Regions from separate parts of the Sus scrofa genome. Here regions 2 and 3 are each linked to region 1. A link is a contact called in public Hi-C and HiChIP or PLAC-seq data. All regions are on one chromosome and are shown on one strand. Each heading gives the region's core, a stretch centred on a gene start, on an enhancer-like site or on the middle of the called end of the contact. The rest is flanking DNA. Distances are from core to core; before and after follow the strand shown.

The links. Hi-C and Micro-C count contacts between places; a contact is called where the count stands out from the background. HiChIP or PLAC-seq counts read pairs in DNA pulled down with a chosen protein or histone mark.
Region 2: a contact with region 1 is called in a Hi-C map of embryonic fibroblasts, with 3 times the contacts expected there. The contact joins the enhancer-like site here to the promoter of PDZRN3 in region 1. A contact is called at or near these places in 7 of 47 Hi-C or Micro-C datasets (adipocytes, embryonic fibroblasts, fibroblasts and 3 more) and 1 of 2 datasets of contacts at active chromatin or transcription factors (skeletal muscle).
Region 3: an H3K27ac HiChIP or PLAC-seq map of skeletal muscle shows a contact between it and region 1, with 4 times the contacts expected there. The contact joins the enhancer-like site here to the promoter of PDZRN3 in region 1. A contact is called at or near these places in 16 of 47 Hi-C or Micro-C datasets (alveolar macrophages, brain, embryonic fibroblasts and 9 more) and 1 of 2 datasets of contacts at active chromatin or transcription factors (skeletal muscle).

The regions. Positions count from the first base shown.
Region 1 is chr13:54,902,701-54,906,212 of Sscrofa11.1, reverse strand. PDZRN3 (E3 ubiquitin-protein ligase PDZRN3) reads left to right here and starts at 1,471. Exons shown (of 10, transcript XM_021069221.1): 1 at 1,471-2,325. The coding sequence starts at 1,603.
Region 2 is chr13:54,818,584-54,822,175 of Sscrofa11.1, reverse strand. All of the region lies in intron 3 of PDZRN3 (E3 ubiquitin-protein ligase PDZRN3), which reads left to right. Among named protein-coding and RNA genes, the nearest start is that of PDZRN3, 84 kb to the left of the region's middle. Within about 2 kb of position 1,290, at least 9 of the 83 cell types and tissues checked have an H3K27ac peak or open chromatin away from gene starts, as enhancers often do. A contact at or near this core is called in embryonic fibroblasts and subcutaneous adipose tissue, where this site is marked.
Region 3 is chr13:54,781,065-54,784,485 of Sscrofa11.1, reverse strand. All of the region lies in intron 3 of PDZRN3 (E3 ubiquitin-protein ligase PDZRN3), which reads left to right. Among named protein-coding and RNA genes, the nearest start is that of PDZRN3, 120 kb to the left of the region's middle. Within about 2 kb of position 1,520, at least 17 of the 83 cell types and tissues checked have an H3K27ac peak or open chromatin away from gene starts, as enhancers often do. A contact at or near this core is called in embryonic fibroblasts, fetal skeletal muscle and skeletal muscle, where this site is marked.

The sequences.
Region 1 (3,512 bases), core at 222-2,721:
GCACTCATAAGTGTTGCCGAAAACTGCCCTGATTGAAAAAAGCTACCCCCCCCCACCCCCGTGGCAGAGGAAAAGAGTCCATATTCCACATTCATGAATGGCTGCTTCCCAAACAAGTGGAAATCCATAGGCCAATAGCATCAGCACCACTTGGAGTCTCTTTCAGAGACTGACACTCCACCCCAGACGTACTTGGATCAGAATCTGCATCCACCTTAAAATTTAAGACTGCTCTACAGGCCCTACAAGACTTTTATTTTGCCTCTCTGAGTGTGGCAAATGAAAATATAACAGTGTACAAACCATAGGGAAAAAAAAAAACCTTAAGGAACACAGTTTATATGATTGCAGAGGATTACAGGGAAACTTCTCCAAGTTCTATAGAGGCAGTTTTTAACACTGTAGGACAGCGTTCCTTCTTTTGTAATGGGGGAAATTATCTTTTAAAACTGCTAACACTCTCTCACAATATTCTACCAGTTATTCTTTTTTTTTTTTTTTTTTTTTTTTTTTTTTGTCTTTTTGTTATTTCTTGGGCCGCTCCCGCGGCATATGGAGGTTCCCAGGCTAGGGGTCTAATCGGAGCTGTAGCCACTGGCCTACGCCAGAGCCACAGCAACGCGGGATCCGAGCCGCGTCTGCAACCTACACCACAGCTCATGGCAACGCCAGATCATCAACCCACTGAGCAAGGGCAGGGACCGAACCCGCAACCTCATGGTTCCTAGTCGGATTCGTTAACCACTGCGCCACGACGGGAACTCCTCTACCAGTTATTCTTAAAGGGACCTATTTAGCAGGGCCCACCCAACACAACGCATGCTACACTGCAGTGGAAACACTTCAGAGCTGTTAGGTGAAGTGGACAGAGACAGCCCGGCAGGCAGCCGGCGAGCAACTCTCATCCCTGAAAATTTGCCACCGTAGACTCGCCCTCTGCTCCTAGAAACCTAGGCCAGGCAAACCAAGGGGTCTGCAGAACCTCTGGGCGGAACTGTAGTTGCAGGAGCGTCCCAAAGGCTCAGTAACTTTCCCTGGTAAGAAATAAATAAATAAAGACCGTAAGTGCTCAGATAGCGGGCCCCAAGATATTTTTCGCTCTCTGCAATCAGGCAAGAAAAGAGGTGTGGGGGGGTAATAAGTCTCCATGTGGCCAGGAAGGAGCTCCAGGAAAACTGTCTGGACGACAGCAGCATCCTCCGCCCCTCAGTGATCTTTTCTCGGTTGGCGTTTTGTCTCCTACAGCGAAAACTACAAGGGGGAGAGGAGTTTCCGGAGAGAGGGTCTGTGGCCGCATTCTGGGCGCGCTAGTTCCCTCGGCGGCGAGCCTCTGGGTCTCCTTACCCTCCTGTCTCTTTTCCCCTCCCTTTCGCAGGGGGCGGGCGTGAGGCAGCCGAGGCAGGATGTTTGTGCGCACGCGCTCTGGTAAATACGGCTGAGGAGTTTTGTTCCTCAGGCTTTTTCCGAGGAAGTCTGCAGCAATTAGGCTCAGTCCGGGGAGAGCGAGCGAGCCGGCGGCGCAGCCGGCGCGTCTGGGCTGCTTCGCAGGGAGGGAGTGGGCGGCCGGCCGCCCGGCGGCGACCCCGGGCCCCGGCCGCCACCATGGGCTTCGAGCTGGACCGCTTCGAGGGCGACGTGGACCCGGACCTCAAGTGTGCGCTGTGCCACAAGGTCCTGGAGGACCCGCTCACCACGCCGTGCGGCCACGTCTTCTGCGCCGGCTGCGTGCTACCCTGGGTGGTACAGGAGGGCAGCTGCCCCGCACGCTGCCGCGGTCGCCTCTCGGCCAAGGAGCTTAACCACGTCCTGCCGCTCAAGCGTCTCATCCTCAAGCTGGACATCAAGTGTGCGCACGCCGCGCGCGGCTGTGGCCGGGTGGTCAAGCTGCAGCAGCTGCCGGAGCACCTAGAGCGCTGCGACTTCGCGCCCGCGCGCTGCCGCCACGCGGGCTGCGGCCAGGTGTTGCTGCGGCGAGACGTGGAGGCGCACATGCGCGACGCGTGCGACGCGCGGCCCGTGGGCCGCTGCCAGGAGGGCTGCGGGCTGCCCCTGACGCACGGCGAGCAGCGCGCGGGCGGCCACTGCTGCGCGCGGGCCCTGCGGGCGCACAACGGCGCCCTACAGGCCCGCCTGGGCGCGCTGCACAAGGCGCTCAAGAAGGAGGCGCTGCGCGCGGGCAAGCGGGAAAAGTCGCTGGTGGCGCAGCTGGCCGCCGCACAGCTGGAGCTGCAGATGACCGCCCTGCGCTACCAGAAGAAGTTCACCGAGTACAGCGCACGCCTCGATTCACTCAGCCGCTGCGTGGCCGCGCCGCCCGGCGGCAAGGTAGGCGCCCACCACCAGCACAGACCCCCAGCCAGGCCCTCTGGTCCCCAGGGCGTCTCCCAGCCCCTGCGGGCACCAGGATGCCCGGAGCATCCCTGCCTCCCTCCTCCGGCACTGCTTGCCAGATATATCACCGTGGGCAGGTCGAGGAATCAGTCTAAACTTAGAAATTGTGGTCCCTACAGATTAGACAGCAGCTTCAGTGTTTCCGTAAAGACTGAAAGGAATCTGTGATCAGGGTAGAGTAAGAGTGAGTGTAGCTCCAAGTCAGAACTGAGCAAAGGCTTTCCTTTGGACCAGCTGGGTGATCCTGCGGAGGTCGCTTAACCTCTTTAAAGGGTGGGAAACTTGGTCGCTACACACATGATGCACAGGATAAGATATGACACACAGTGTGAACTGTATTCATGCACCCTGAAGAGTTCCAGAAAGAATAAATGGAGCCCACGGCCCATGTAGAATAAGTTAAGAAGGTTGCCAGAGGAAAGGCCTCTGAAGCAAAAGCTGGATTCAGACATGGGCTTTGCTGCCAACTGGCTGGCTGACCTTGAGCAAGCTGCTTAAGCTCTCTAAAGTTGGAAAGTGTGGCCCTAGAGATGTGACACAGGGGGTGGGGTGGGGGTGTGAAACATAGCCAGGCCCCCTCTTTGGTATGCCTCCAGGGATTGAAAGAATTCCAGAAAGAATTAAAGGAACAAGACATAAAGTAATAATTGATGGTGAGTCTTTGGGGATTAGAACTGTTTCCGAATCTGGGCTTTTGCTCAGCCAGCTGAGTGACTTTGCAGATGAACCTCCAGGTGCCTCTGTTTCCCTAAATGTAAAATAGTTTCTTTTCACCCATCAGGGAAAGACTATTTGAAAGAGATCTGGCGCAGTGCCCGGTGGAGAGTGAATGCTCAACAAGTGTTGACTGCAATTATCTTTAACATCTTTACCTTGTAAGCTTTCCACTTGTCCTGGTAGTTGGTGTAATTCTAACAGGCACTGCTACTGAGGCTTGCTTTACTCTAGGCCTTATGCTTAGCACTTCTACTTCTCAGGCGTTTTTTATTTAATCAAATAAAGGAGGCATGATGCTTCTTGTTTTGTAGGTGAAGAAGACGGAGGCCCAATGAGGGCCAGTCGTGTACCTCTGAGTCAGGGCTTTTCAGTGCCAGAGTTGAATTCTGAACCTGTGTATGGCC
Region 2 (3,592 bases), core at 41-2,540, 84 kb after region 1:
TTCCTCATCAGTTCTGTCTTGGGAACATATGCCTCTTTGCCATTTCTCTGTGTATCCTCCCTCCCTCACATCTGCCCATCTGCTTTTGGTTTTATTTATTTTCTTCTTTGGCAAGAATCCCTCATCTCCACTTGGACCACACCCCTCGGCTTCTGATAGGTAACATTAAAACTGCCCATTTAATTTTTAGCCAAAACAGGTGTTGAGCAATTGACCCTATTGCGGGGCTCACTCCAGAAACCTCATTTGCTCCTGGCTTCTCTATCTGCACCCACCCCCCGTAATTCTTTAGCTTAATAAAACACATGTGTGAAAGGCCCAGATGAAAAGCACCTCTGTGTGATGTGGGTGCCTCAAGCACCCCTGCCTCCATCCGGGATTTGAGGTGGTCAGGCTCCCAGTGGGAGAATCAAGCCTCCAAAAATGAGGTGCCCCCCCTTCCATGAGAGATTCAAATTGGCGAGTGTTCAAAAATAGGATCCCTTCTTTGCCATGGTACTTTGATAGGCTTTTTATGAAAATGCCGCCTGCCTTCCCTTTAGTGGAAATCTGAGGTATAAAATGTTTCTCTCTCCTGCTTCATAAGTCCCAGCAGCCCCAGAACAGCCAGTATTCTTCAGTTGCTCACAGAACAACATGAGAGGACAACCCCAGACTCCTGTGCCCGTCGCTTTGGTGGAGGTGGTCCTTTTTCTCACTGGCATCTCAGGTTGGCGGGTAGATATCAAAAGCCTCACAGACGAAGGGGTGGGTGTGTGGTTGTCCTCATCTTAATTTAGGTTTAGCCAATATCTGAAGCCATCCCCCCAACCCTGTAACATTTTCGCCAGAGCCTGGACTGCTCTTGCCAAGAATTCCCCCACCTCTTCATTCCTAAACCCCTGTGTATTATGAAGGAAATGAAATCCATATGTTTCTGATTCATTTACATGTAGCTCATCAAAATGTAGTTTTGTAAGAGCTCTTTGGTGTCCAAGAAGCATTTGGAGCCTTTTTATGAGACTTTTAACTACCCCCCCCAACCAGCACCCCTCCATCCCCTTAGAACCAGGAAGTTGGGACTTGCCAAGAACAAATAAAATCAAGCTTCAGGGTTGACTTTGTCTCGGGGCTGACCCACCAGGCTTCAGTGGGCTCACAACGTTAGCGACAATGGAGAAGACTCTCCTCCCCCTTTTTGGGGTGGCAGGGAAGTGACCCTCGTCCCACATACACCCCACAGGGCAGTGAGTTCGGCTCACCCCCCCACCCAGGCAGCAGACTGCCTCCACATGGTTGTTTTGCAGCCGAGCCTCTTCTCTCTGGCCTATAAGCAAAGAGCAGACAGGAGAGCAGATGGGGCCTCTGCCTGGACCAGAGCTCAGAGTGGCTTTTATAGGTATTCCCCACCTCTGACCACTTGGGGTCACTAAGTTTTATCTCTTTACCAGCCACAGATTCTTACCAAGTGGTTTACTCTGCACCAGTAACTTTGCTCTTGCTGCTGGGATGCTGGCAGAAACACCCACAACCATAAACCAGGAAGGGTAACTTTGCTGTCAGCTCATGATATTTTTGAGTGTTTTCGTTTTTCCTTAAGCTTTAAGGAAAAAACTACCTACTGCCAATAAGACTCCAGAGCTTTTAGTCTGTCAAACCACAGAAATGAAATGAGTCAACCTGCTTCCAGAGTTGCGTTAGTGAGGGCTTGTGGGGAATTTTTTTCTCCTCCATCCTGAAGATGATGAATTAGGGACGCTTAGGATTCCTCACTTGGGCTGTTGTCGTGAGTGGGATGGAAGGAATTCTGCCCTTGGGGATGGTGCTGGGCCTTTCAGGCACCAAAACCCAGGCACTTGGAATGCAAGGGGCAGGGAGTGGGGAGCAGAGCTGGGCCTCAGTGTTCCCACCCTACGTTGCAGCTACAGAGCTCAGGCTCGGCTGGTTCCAAAGTGTCCTCTTTTCTTCCCGTATAGTAACAGTCATTCGCGCATTCATAAGTTGCATGGACTCGAAGAGTATACATCTGCAGAAGCACGCATCACCTTCCAGTGTAAAAAGTTTGACGAAGTCAGTGTTTAGCTTCAACATGAAGACAATATAAATATTATCCATCTACATTTTGTGTGTGTATGTAAGTGGGGGAACCATTCTCAGCAGCATTTTAAAAATATTTAACAGCAATCATAAAATGTTTTAGGCAAGTTGGAAAAGAGTCTGAATTCCAGCTTTGAAACCTTGAAATCTGAGCGTCACCTGAAATCCCCGTGCAGGGAGAACCAGGACCAAAAACGCCTGTGCTGAAGCTCTTTTTCTACTGGTGAAAGTGCTGGGTTTCCTTGGTTAGTTATTTCACAAAGTGAATAATCCAGTGCTTTTTGTGATCCGAGGACAGATAACTTGCAACTTTTATAGGACCACTTGGCTACATGTGTAAGGTTTTCTTTGTTCTGTGCTGCCTCCTGCTGGTCCTTATTTTCCAGTGGTAGATGCAACCCTAGGTTTACAGATAAATGAACATGACACACATTGTCTGTTTATCTCCTCTTGCATCTTTCAGTACCATCATCTCTGTCTGCACCTGAAAAGATGGTATTCATCCAGTGAATTTTGCCCAGTGGGATTCACTCACTTAATTGCTCATTTATTCAACAGGTAATAAGTGCCTTCCCTGCATATGGTCTTTCTTCTAGGTCCTGGGGACATAGTGTCCAGACAGAAGTGTCCTCACAGGGCTTCTGTTCTTGTGGGTGGAGCTTGCATCCTAGTGGTCACACAGGGAGTGGCAGAGCCAGTTGGTGAGCCTGGACCTTCGGTTTTGTTCAAGAAGTGGTGACTTTCGTCCCCATTCACACCATCATTGCCTCCCCTCAGCACTTCCACCACCATGTGTGAAAAAGCTGCCATTGCTTGCAGCCAAATTCCCCACATTAAGGCTTTGTGGAGAAAAATACTTTTATCAAAGTCTTGCCATTGCCGAGAAGTTTAAAGAGCTGAGGATTTTTGCCTACATATTTGAGTAGTTTCTAGGTGAAAATGTCTCAAGGATCAGAACTGCTGGGGGTGAGCCATGTGACACTACCTTTTGCTGTAGGTCAGAATGGGTGAATATTGGCAATTTCTTCTGGCTTGATCTGATATTTTTCCTTCCTCTTTGTACCTGGTATATAGTAAGTGCTTAATAAATGTAAGCGCAATTGCTACATTTAGTTCCAGGAGCTCAGGCATTTTCTAGCAGTCTAAGCTTTTGTCCATTTTGTGTTTTTATTTCTGTAAGTAGCTAATGTGATACAATGTTTGCTTAAAACTGGATATTCCTGGCATTCCTGTTGTGGCTTAGCAGTAACAAACTTGATTAGTATCCATGAGGACATGGGTTTGATCCCTGGTCTGGCTCAGTGGGTTAAGGATCTGGCATTATGGTGAGCTGAGGCATAGTTTACAGAAGTGGCTTGAATCCTGTGTTGCTGTGGCATTGGCCAGCAGCTGCAGCTCCGATTCACCCCCAGCCTGGGAACTTCCATATGCCACAGGTGTGGCCCTAAATAAAATGAAAATAAAAATAAAACTTGATATTTGTAACCTTTACAGCAGTGGCTGACATTAGTTTTCA
Region 3 (3,421 bases), core at 271-2,770, 120 kb after region 1:
AAAGGCGAAGGCATGTGTTAACTCCTGCCGTATGGAAGGTCTGGTTTCTTACACACATTCTGGCTCACCCGCCCTTTACTTTCGGGTCGCCCCCAGCTTCTGTGTTGTTAACCACCCCTGGTTTCTGTGAAATAGGAATATGATGGATTCGGCCAGACAGTTGGAAGCTGTTGCTGTAAATACCGGCCGTTGTGATTTAACTGTCAGCCTGAAAGGCCCCCACTTCGGAAGGGCTCCTTTTTGAAACCCTGAGCACAATGAGATGTCTGTTTGGCGGCTGAGCCTTGGTTCAGATCCTCTACAGATTTGTTTTCCGAGTGCCAGCAGAACGGCTTTTTTACAGCAACACCCGCTTTGTGTGCCGAAGCTACAGCCGGGACTGTGGGGCGGTGAGAAACAGGGCCACACTCTCTTTCCATCCCTGAGCTGCCCCAGGCCCCGAGCCTCAAGAGGAGACTGGCAGCAAAACCATTCCCACCGCCTGGAGCACTTGGAACCCGAGAGTGGAAAACTTGCCTGCAAAGACTGTTCAAAGACACAAGCAAGACCAAGTATGGGATCCAACCAGATTCACCCCGAAAGCCAGCCCCAGGGGCCCCTGGCTGCAGAAGAGGATCAGCGGATATCCAGGACTGGGCTCGGGGGCGGGGGCGGGGGCAGGGTTGCAAAGAAGGATCCTTTTTCTGGCACAAACAAGAAGGAATGAGGCAAGTACCTGGGAGCTCCCACTGTGGCGCAACGGGATTGGCAGCATCTTGGACGTACGGCAATATGGGTTTGACCCCAGGCTCCGCATAGCGGCTAAGGATCTGATGGTGTCACACTGACAGCTTAGTTCACACCTTGGCTCAGATCTGATTCCTGGCGCAGGAGCTCCATATGCTGTGGACCAGCCAAAAATGAAAAATAGCCAGTACCTGCTTCCTGCTTTAGCCCTTGTCTCTTGCATTGTAGCTTTTGTTCTTCATGGTGGGCATCCAGAAGGCCACAGGAGAAAGGTGTGTTTGTGTTTTTTTTATTGAGGGTAAAGAATGAAAAAGAGAGAAGCACAAAGGAGAAATTGAGTCACCTGTACACCTGCCCTCTAAAAGTAGTCCCATTTGCCACACCCACTTTCAGAGGGTTTTTTTTTTCTTCCTCTATTTATATAGTGAGACTATCTGAACTCAGTTTCCTTCATAGTCTCGTGTTAGAGTTGTAGAATGTTACATCTAGATCTAAAGCCCTCCTTGGATCTGAACCCGCCTCCCACCCACTCCCCAGCTAGACCCTTCCCCGGTGCAGAGGGCAAGCCCTGCTATGAATCTGCTCTGGGTTCTTTCCCACTGTATTTCATACTTCTGGGTCTTTCAGATTTCTCTCTGGTCCAGGCCTTTTCCCCAGCCTAGAGCACACACACATTTTCCATGGCCCTCTTCCTGGATCTCGAGGTTGTTGGCTACTCTGGTCTTGTGTTTTTGTGAACTGCCTTGCATATTTCTCCCTGTGCATGCATGCTGGTATTTCTTCTGTGGTTGAGACCTAGGAGTGGAGTTCCGGGACAAGACAAGAGCACTAATTTCATCTCTCACAGTAATCCACTCCTTACAGTCATGCCTGATTGCCAGGCAGCAGATTCGTAGACAGGAAAATGGACGGAGGCAAGAGGCAGAAAGAATGTAGTATGGATTCTATGGAATCCCCAAGCTCAGTCGTTGACCAAGTTGCTGGCACATCCATCTAGTGTTTTGCTGATAATCAGAATACTTGTCTCTGATAGGAAACATTTGGTAGAGCAGCGCCTCTCCTCCCCACCCCTATCCCCCACCTCCACCCCCCAGTGTACAACAAATGAATCAGGCCTGGTGGAAGCAACAAATGGCTTTCTGTTGTTGCTGCTGCTTCTTTAAAGATAATCTGTTGTTTTCAAAACATTTGCAAGTATTGCTTTCAAGGAATGGGTGCAGGGAGGCTCTGGCCTCTGTTTTCCTCAGGTGGAAACATTTGCAGCAGTTTTTTTCCTTAGGAAAGAGCCACCCCAGGCCAGGACTCAAGGCAGGAAGTTGTCTGTTTGGTATTTACTCAGGCATCTTCTGGCAAGAATTGATTATTCAATCAGAGCTGAAAGTAGCTGCTTGCAGTTGATTAGATGGGGAGGCAAGAGGCTGTTTTTTTTCTTTTTAATCATTCAATGAATTTTATTATATTTATAGTTGTATAGACATCACCACAACCTAATTTGAGAACATTTCCATCCCAAATCCCCAATCTACCCCTCCCTCCTGCACACGTGTCCCCTTTGGTAACCATAAGTTTTTCAAAGTCTGTGAGTCTGTTCTGCAAATGAGTTCATTCGTAGCCTTTTCTTAGATTCCACATATAAATGATATCCTATGATGTTTGTCCTAAATTGTCTCTAACTTCACTTACTATGATAATTTCTACCGCCTATCCATGTTGCTGCAAATACCATTAATGCATTTTTTTTTTTTTTATGGACAAGTAACATCGAGAAGCCCCCTGCGCTGTAGATAGGAATGTAAATTTGTACAACTGCTATGGAAAACAGCATGGAGGTTCCTCAAGTAACTAAAAATAGAATCACCATATGATCCAGCAATCCCACTCCTGGGCATCTATCCGGAGAAAACCATGACTCAAAAGGATGCATGTCCATAGCAACAATATTCACAATAGCCAAGATATGCAAGCAACCTAAATATCTATCAGCAGAGGAATGGATAAAGAGGTGGTACATATATACAATAGAATATTAGCCATAAAAAGGCTTTTTTTTTTTCCTCCTAAAAGCCTGAGACCTCAACTTAAAATTAAATTCTGGTGTGACTCTTCCAAAGAGTTACTTCTGTCCTTCAGGGCTCAAAGCCTCATTCCTCAGTAAGTTAATAAATAGCAACAGATACCTCTTGGGGCTGTAGCACTGGGAGAGCCAAAAGGGACATTAGCCATCTTCTAGTTCAACTCCTTGGTTATCACCGAGGAGGAAACTAAGGCACACGTGATAGAGAAATCAGGGGACCTTCGCTGCAGAGGGCCTGTCCTCTGCCTTCCAGGGGCAGGGACCACCGCTGGGGTCTGTGTCCTGCTGTGTTCACTTCCAGAACCTAACCAAGCATCGGTCACGTGGTAGGTGTTCACTGAACATGTCATCCTTAGCATCCTGTCCCAGGATGGCTGGTTTCCAATGTGCCTATGAAGGCAAAGTCACTTCCTCATGTGGGCGTCTTGGAAAAATAAGAAAGGAAAAGTCAAACACATAAAAAATGTAAACAGCAGAGTAAGCCTGCCTGTTTTAAAAATTATTATTTATATCTTGCCTCCTTCCACAAAGGATTTGAGGCAGCTTATGAGCATTAAATGCCAATAATGGGGCCCTCACTAGGCACTCGGTGACTAATTGCCACATGCGGCTTACAGAGAA